2 separate regions of the Anser cygnoides genome follow, and region 1 is linked to region 2. A link is a contact called in public Hi-C data. All regions are on one chromosome and are shown on one strand. The core of a region is the stretch at or near the end of the contact, and the rest is flanking DNA. Distances in the headings are between cores, read along the strand shown. Region 1 holds the start of FOXO3 (forkhead box O3). Region 2 holds the start of SESN1 (sestrin 1).

Region 1 (2,700 bases), core at 15-2,514, 340 kb after region 2:
TCGAACTCGGGGTCCAGCTCCACGGCCAGCGGCGAGAGCGGGGCGGGGGGCGACGCCTCTGCCATCTTGGCCTCCCCCCGGGCCGGCTGCGGCGGCGACGGGGCGGGCGGCCGCCGACCCCGCTCCTCCTCCTCCTCCGCCGCCGCCGCCGCCGCCTCCTCGGTGCCGACGGGCGCCTAGCGGGCGGGCATGCCGCTCCCCGAGCCGCCCGAGCCCCGCTCCCCGCGGGCGATGCGCACGGAGGAGGGGAGGAGGAGGAGGAGGAGAAGGGGGAGCCGGGGGGGAGGGCGAAAAGAAGAAGAAGGAGGAAGCGAGGAAAACAAATCGGACGGAGAGCGGCCAGGGGGTCCGCCGCGCTGCCTCGGGTTGTTTCACTCCATGCGGGGGCACGCGGCGCTCAGCCGGGAGAGAGAGGACCCCCCCCGGTCCCGGAGCCTCCGGTCCTTCGGGGTACAGCCGAGACTTTTTTTTTTTTTTTTTTCCCCCTTCTTCGGAGCGCCCTAAAGGGAGCCCAAGTCTTTGCGGCCGTCCAGGTGCATGCTAGCGTGAGCCCGTCACTTCGCAGTGCCCCCCGAGACCCCCCAGAATCTCGCGGCGGGCGGGCGAAGGCCACCCCGGGGCCGGTCGGTTTCAGGAAAAAATCAGATCAAAAATAAAATCCTTCTTCTCGCAGGGTGACGGCGACCACAAGAGGAGCAAATCAAATCACCGGTCTTCCAACAGGTCCAGAAGCTTTAAGCCCTCCCTAGGGCTGCCAAAGAGAATGGGTTTTGTTCCAGCATCAACACCACATTCATAACCTCCTTGCTCCTGCTGCTGCCATCTTGACAGTTTTCCCCCCTTCGCTCAAGTCATTTCCCAAGCCCGGGCACAGGAGGCAGCGGGAGAGAGCCGCACCGGGAGGGGATGCAGGCGGCGGGGGGGGGGGGGGGTGTCCGCGGCCACCTCCGCGCCAGCAGCAGCAGCGATCCCAATTGCCGGGGAGGCAAAAGCAGCGCTGCCGCACGGTTCCTGCTCCTCCTGCTCCTGCGCCTTGGGCTCCTCGGAGCCTTCCCTTTAAAGGCGAAGGAGGCGAAAGCGGCGGAGCCTCCGCGAGCGAGCGGCGAGAGCCGAGCGATCCGGCGGCGCGCAACCGGGCTGCCGCAGCCCTCCCGAGCGGCGGCAGCGGCAGGCTGTCACCCGGCTGGCCGCCGGCTCCTTGCACATCCCTCCTCCTAACAACCGCGGGCAGCAACACAAAGTTATAGGCGCACGCAGGGAGCCGCAACCTAACCGCACGGCGCGGCGTGGCCCGCCCACGGGCGGTGTTGCGCAGGGGCCGCCCCGACGGGGCGGGACGCGGGGGGACCGGGGACGGGGATGGGGTGGGACGGGGTGGGGTCGGGGCGGCCGCTTGGACGGCCGGTGCTGTCCCCCCAGCTCCTCCTCTAGTCGCTGAGGGAATGTGGGGGGAGTTTGGGGGGATTTGGAGGCCGGCCCGAGAGGCTGGGTGCTGGGTCGGTGGGCTGTGGGAGGTGCTAAGGTGTGCGAAGCGCGCCGTAATGCTTTGAGAAACCCCTCATTCCTCACTTCATGTGTTTTTTAATTGACGCAAATCCATACCTTGGGTTTTCTTGTCATGTTCAACCCATCTTCAGCACCTCACTTCACCTTAAAGCCAGCTCTGGCTGTCGCAGCTGCGCTGCTTCCCCTCCAAATTGTTCTCACTGGACATAAATTTGTGTACGAGTTACAGTGGCAAGCTTTATTTCTGGAGTCCGATTTATCCTGCCGCTTTTCACAACTTCTGTTCAGCCCGTGGGTGATAAGGGAGCGCACCCAGACGCGCGCCCACGTGAGCGCAGTCCCGCTGCCCTGAGCACACGCTGTTGCAGAAAGCCCGCCGAAGCAGCTCGCTTGACGACGCAGCTAATTACGGGTTGGGAAAAGGGCTGACCCACAAAGCCGAAGAATATAGAGCTATTAATACGGATGTAGTTATAAATACAGTACATAGCGACGTGTACGTATCAGTTCTTGCCTGGTCTTGGGTCAGCCTCATCATGGACTAGATTCAGGGCAAAAACAGGGTCGACTCGGGCACCAGACAAAAAGTACGTGTGCTTCTGAAGCATTTCTCGGTAGAACTACTATTTTCTAGACAAATTATTCCTGATTTATCTGGCATCACAGATGAGCGATGAGGTTTGAAAACCGTTCGGTTCGATCAGAAAGCAGTAAGGCCCTGATCCTGGATGCCTTACACGTCCTGCTAAGTAAGGGCAACAGCCCTCAGGCTCCAGTTAGGTTTGGAATTCAAGTGGCACTTGTTAGGAGTAGTTCAGCGTGATTTTATTACCAGGGACAGCGTTTCAGCATGCATACAATTAATCCTCAGTTGTCTAAATATAGCAGGAGACACTGAATTAATCAGAATAAATGCAGGTTCGGGTCATGGAAATAATTTTCACTGCAACTCCATTTTGGGTCACAACATCGCGTGCCCTGCTGTGGCTTTCGTTGCGACACGGCCCCTTTTGGGAATGCGAGGCAGCTCAGTCTCTCAGAAGGACACCACCAGCTACCGTGCGGCCGGGATGCTGGCGTTGTGTGCGTTATTTAGCAGCTGCTAGGGGAGGAGAACCGCGGTAGCACTGAAGAGTCACGAACCAAGAGGGTGTGTGACGGAAAGGTGCTTGGTCAAAGACCTCGTCCATGAGG
Region 2 (2,700 bases), core at 37-2,536:
AACTGTGCCAGGATAATGAAAGGAACGTCTGATGGAGAAAGCAGATTGTTTGCAAATAAAGGAGCTGTTGATGGCTAGTTTTTGTGAGCTGGTCCAAGCTCTGCGCCTGGAGTCCGAGTTTCTACGTATTTCTGATCTGTATTGAACTTCAGGTCTGAGTTTTGAATGTCTGAGCAGGAAACATGCATGCCATAAATGCAAAATAACTATGCCAGGCCACATATGGCCGATGTCTTGTTTTTGATTTACCTACAAGTGCTCTCTAGCCTTTCAGTATGCTCCAAACTGGTGGCTTGGGGGTGGCAGCTGCACCTGGGTGGCTCTGCCCCTGCCTGCACGCTTCCTGCTCCTCTGTCAGCCCCAGGAGCAGTGCCAGGAGGCACATTGGCTCAGGGAGCTGACTGGGCTGAAAATTAACTTTATAAAAAAAAAAGCCTTGTTTCCTGCACAAAGGAAGGAAGGAGTCCCTGCGGCCAGGGCAACAGCAAGGCTGCCCACAGGGCAGCAGCGTGGGCCTCACCTGCATCAAAACATCGGGGACCTGGTGCTCAATTTGAATATTTTAGGGATTTTCTTTATTTTTATTGCTGTTTTATTTTCGATTTGGAAGGCCGCTGTGCTTGGACACGCGCTGTTTGTCTTCCCCGCTACTGTGTTTACTTAGGCTACACCAAAGGCAGCACATACCTACTTGATAAGCGATTCTGGTCGCTCAAGGCCTATTATTTTATTATTATTACTATTAATTATTTGTTTTTGCTAACACAAACTTCAGAACTTTATTTTCTTCCTGTTTTTGCTTTTTTTTTTTTAAGAAAAAAATAAAAACCTGTTTGCGGAGTGAAAAATTTTGAAAAATCTGACTTGGGGAGGGAAGAGAGTGGCCCCCGACGAGCCCCGGTGCAGAAATAACAGTCACTTTCCTCCTCCCTCACCCGTCCCGGGGCCGCCCCACCGCGATACCGGCACACCGGGCTCAGGCGGAGCGGCGCCGAGCACCGCCAGCCCCCTCCCCTCCCCTCCCCTCCCCTCCCCTCCCCTCCCCTCCCCTCCCCTCCCCTCCCCTCCCCGCCTCGCCTCGCGCTGCCTCCTGGGACGCGTAGTTCCCCCTCCCGCCAAACGCACAGCGCCGCCCTCCAGCCGGACTACAACCCCCAACACCCCTCCTCACAGACGCCGCTCCCCGCTCCGGCTGGGCCTCCGTCGATGAGCGCTGCAAGGCGATTGCCTGTCGGGCGCGTCCATCGCCCGCTGGGGCGGGGCGTCCCCTCCCCTCCGCGCTCCGGGGCGGGGCGGAGCCGCCGGCGCCGCGGGGTGGTGGCCGGCCGGAGGCGAAGCCCCCGCGGTGGCGGCCGTTGGGCGGCGGTTGGCGGCGCCGCTCCCCCGCCGATGCGGTGCGGGCAGCGGGCTGCGGGCTCGTTCTCCTCGGGGGCGGGTCGGCTGCCGCGGCTCCGCCATGGGGCGTCCGCCGCGGGGCTGCTGAGGCGGCGGGGGGGCTCCATGGAGGAGCGGGAGGGCGACGTGCGCTGGGACGGGCTGTGCAGCCGCGACGCCGCCGCCCGCGCCGCCGCCCTGGAGCACGTCGGGCAAGCCGTGCTCCGCCGCGGCGGGGCGGCCGCCGCTCCCCGGGTGCTGGCCCGGCTGCTCATGCTGGCCAAGCGCTGCCCGTTCCGCGACGTGAGGGAGAAGAGCGAGGCCATCCTGAGCGGCGTGCAGGTGAGCGCCCGAGGAGCCCGCAGCCTTCGGCCCGCAGCCGTGCTCGCCCCGCAGGGCGTGAGGGAGGGACGGAGGGAGGCGAGGGCCGGCTGCGGGGCTGCCGGGGCAGGAGTTGGACTCGATGGTCCTTAGGGGTCCCTTCCAGCTCGGGATACTCCGTGGTTCTGTGACAGCTCGGGCGCCTTTCGGTGCTAACCGGGCTGGGGTACCCCCAGAGCGCCTCGTGCAAAAACAGGAAAGATTTGGGTCTAAACATCCGTTGGTATATACCTTCTCCAAACTTTTCTTTCCTTCCCAACCCATAAGCAGTCCAGCCAGCACAGGATTAACTTTACTGACCTGCTGTGCTAACAAAAATAAATGTTACTTTGTACTCTTCCACTGTTAACAGTCTAATTATAGTCGCTGGCATCGCAATTTGCTTGCTCACCTACAGCTTTTGCAAAGGTCCTGAAATTCCGCGTGCATCAAAGGGTACGGCGGCTCTGCTAAAAATACTGCTTTCTGCGGGGTAGGAAAAGGAAATTAAGGTATGTCTTTTACTCGCAAGCACATACATAGAGCTGTACTCAGCACTAGCTCCCTGATTCCCGCTATTGTGCTTTTTCCCCTTGAACATTAACAGTCTTCATATGGGGGAAGCAAAGGAAGAAAAATGTCCCTGTGCCTATATATATATATAGGTTTTGAAGGAACTTGTAGCTAGTTCCATTTTTTGGCTCTGTTCTACTTTGAACTGATTCAAAGAAATTCTTGGTTTGGATTATTGAAGCTGACAGAGACTTATTTTGTAGAACTTCTCGATAGTGTGCAATGTGATAAATACAGTATAATTGAAATTATACAGTGTGAACTGTATGGGGCATTTTTCTTGAGGCAGATTTTACCAGTAAAAGCTGTAAGTGTATGTATGTTGTATATATGAGAAAGGTTCGAGGATCATACTGTTTCTCTTAAACAAACAACAACAAAACCAATAAAACC

The links. Hi-C and Micro-C count contacts between places; a contact is called where the count stands out from the background.
Region 1: a contact with region 2 is called in a Hi-C map of liver, with 1.8 times the contacts expected there. The contact joins the promoter of FOXO3 here to the promoter of SESN1 in region 2. A contact is called at or near these places in 3 of 7 Hi-C or Micro-C datasets (granulosa cells and liver).

Annotation. Positions count from the first base shown.
Region 1 is chr3:73,882,898-73,885,597 of Taihu_goose_T2T_genome, forward strand. FOXO3 (forkhead box O3) reads right to left here and starts at 1,265. Exons shown (of 3, transcript XM_048079166.2): 1 at 1-1,265. The coding sequence starts at 65.
Region 2 is chr3:73,546,926-73,549,625 of Taihu_goose_T2T_genome, forward strand. SESN1 (sestrin 1) reads left to right here and starts at 1,287. Exons shown (of 11, transcript XM_066993170.1): 1 at 1,287-1,716. The coding sequence starts at 1,390. CEP57L1 (centrosomal protein 57 like 1) reads right to left here and starts at 1,302. Exons shown (of 12, transcript XM_048081085.2): 1 at 1,172-1,302.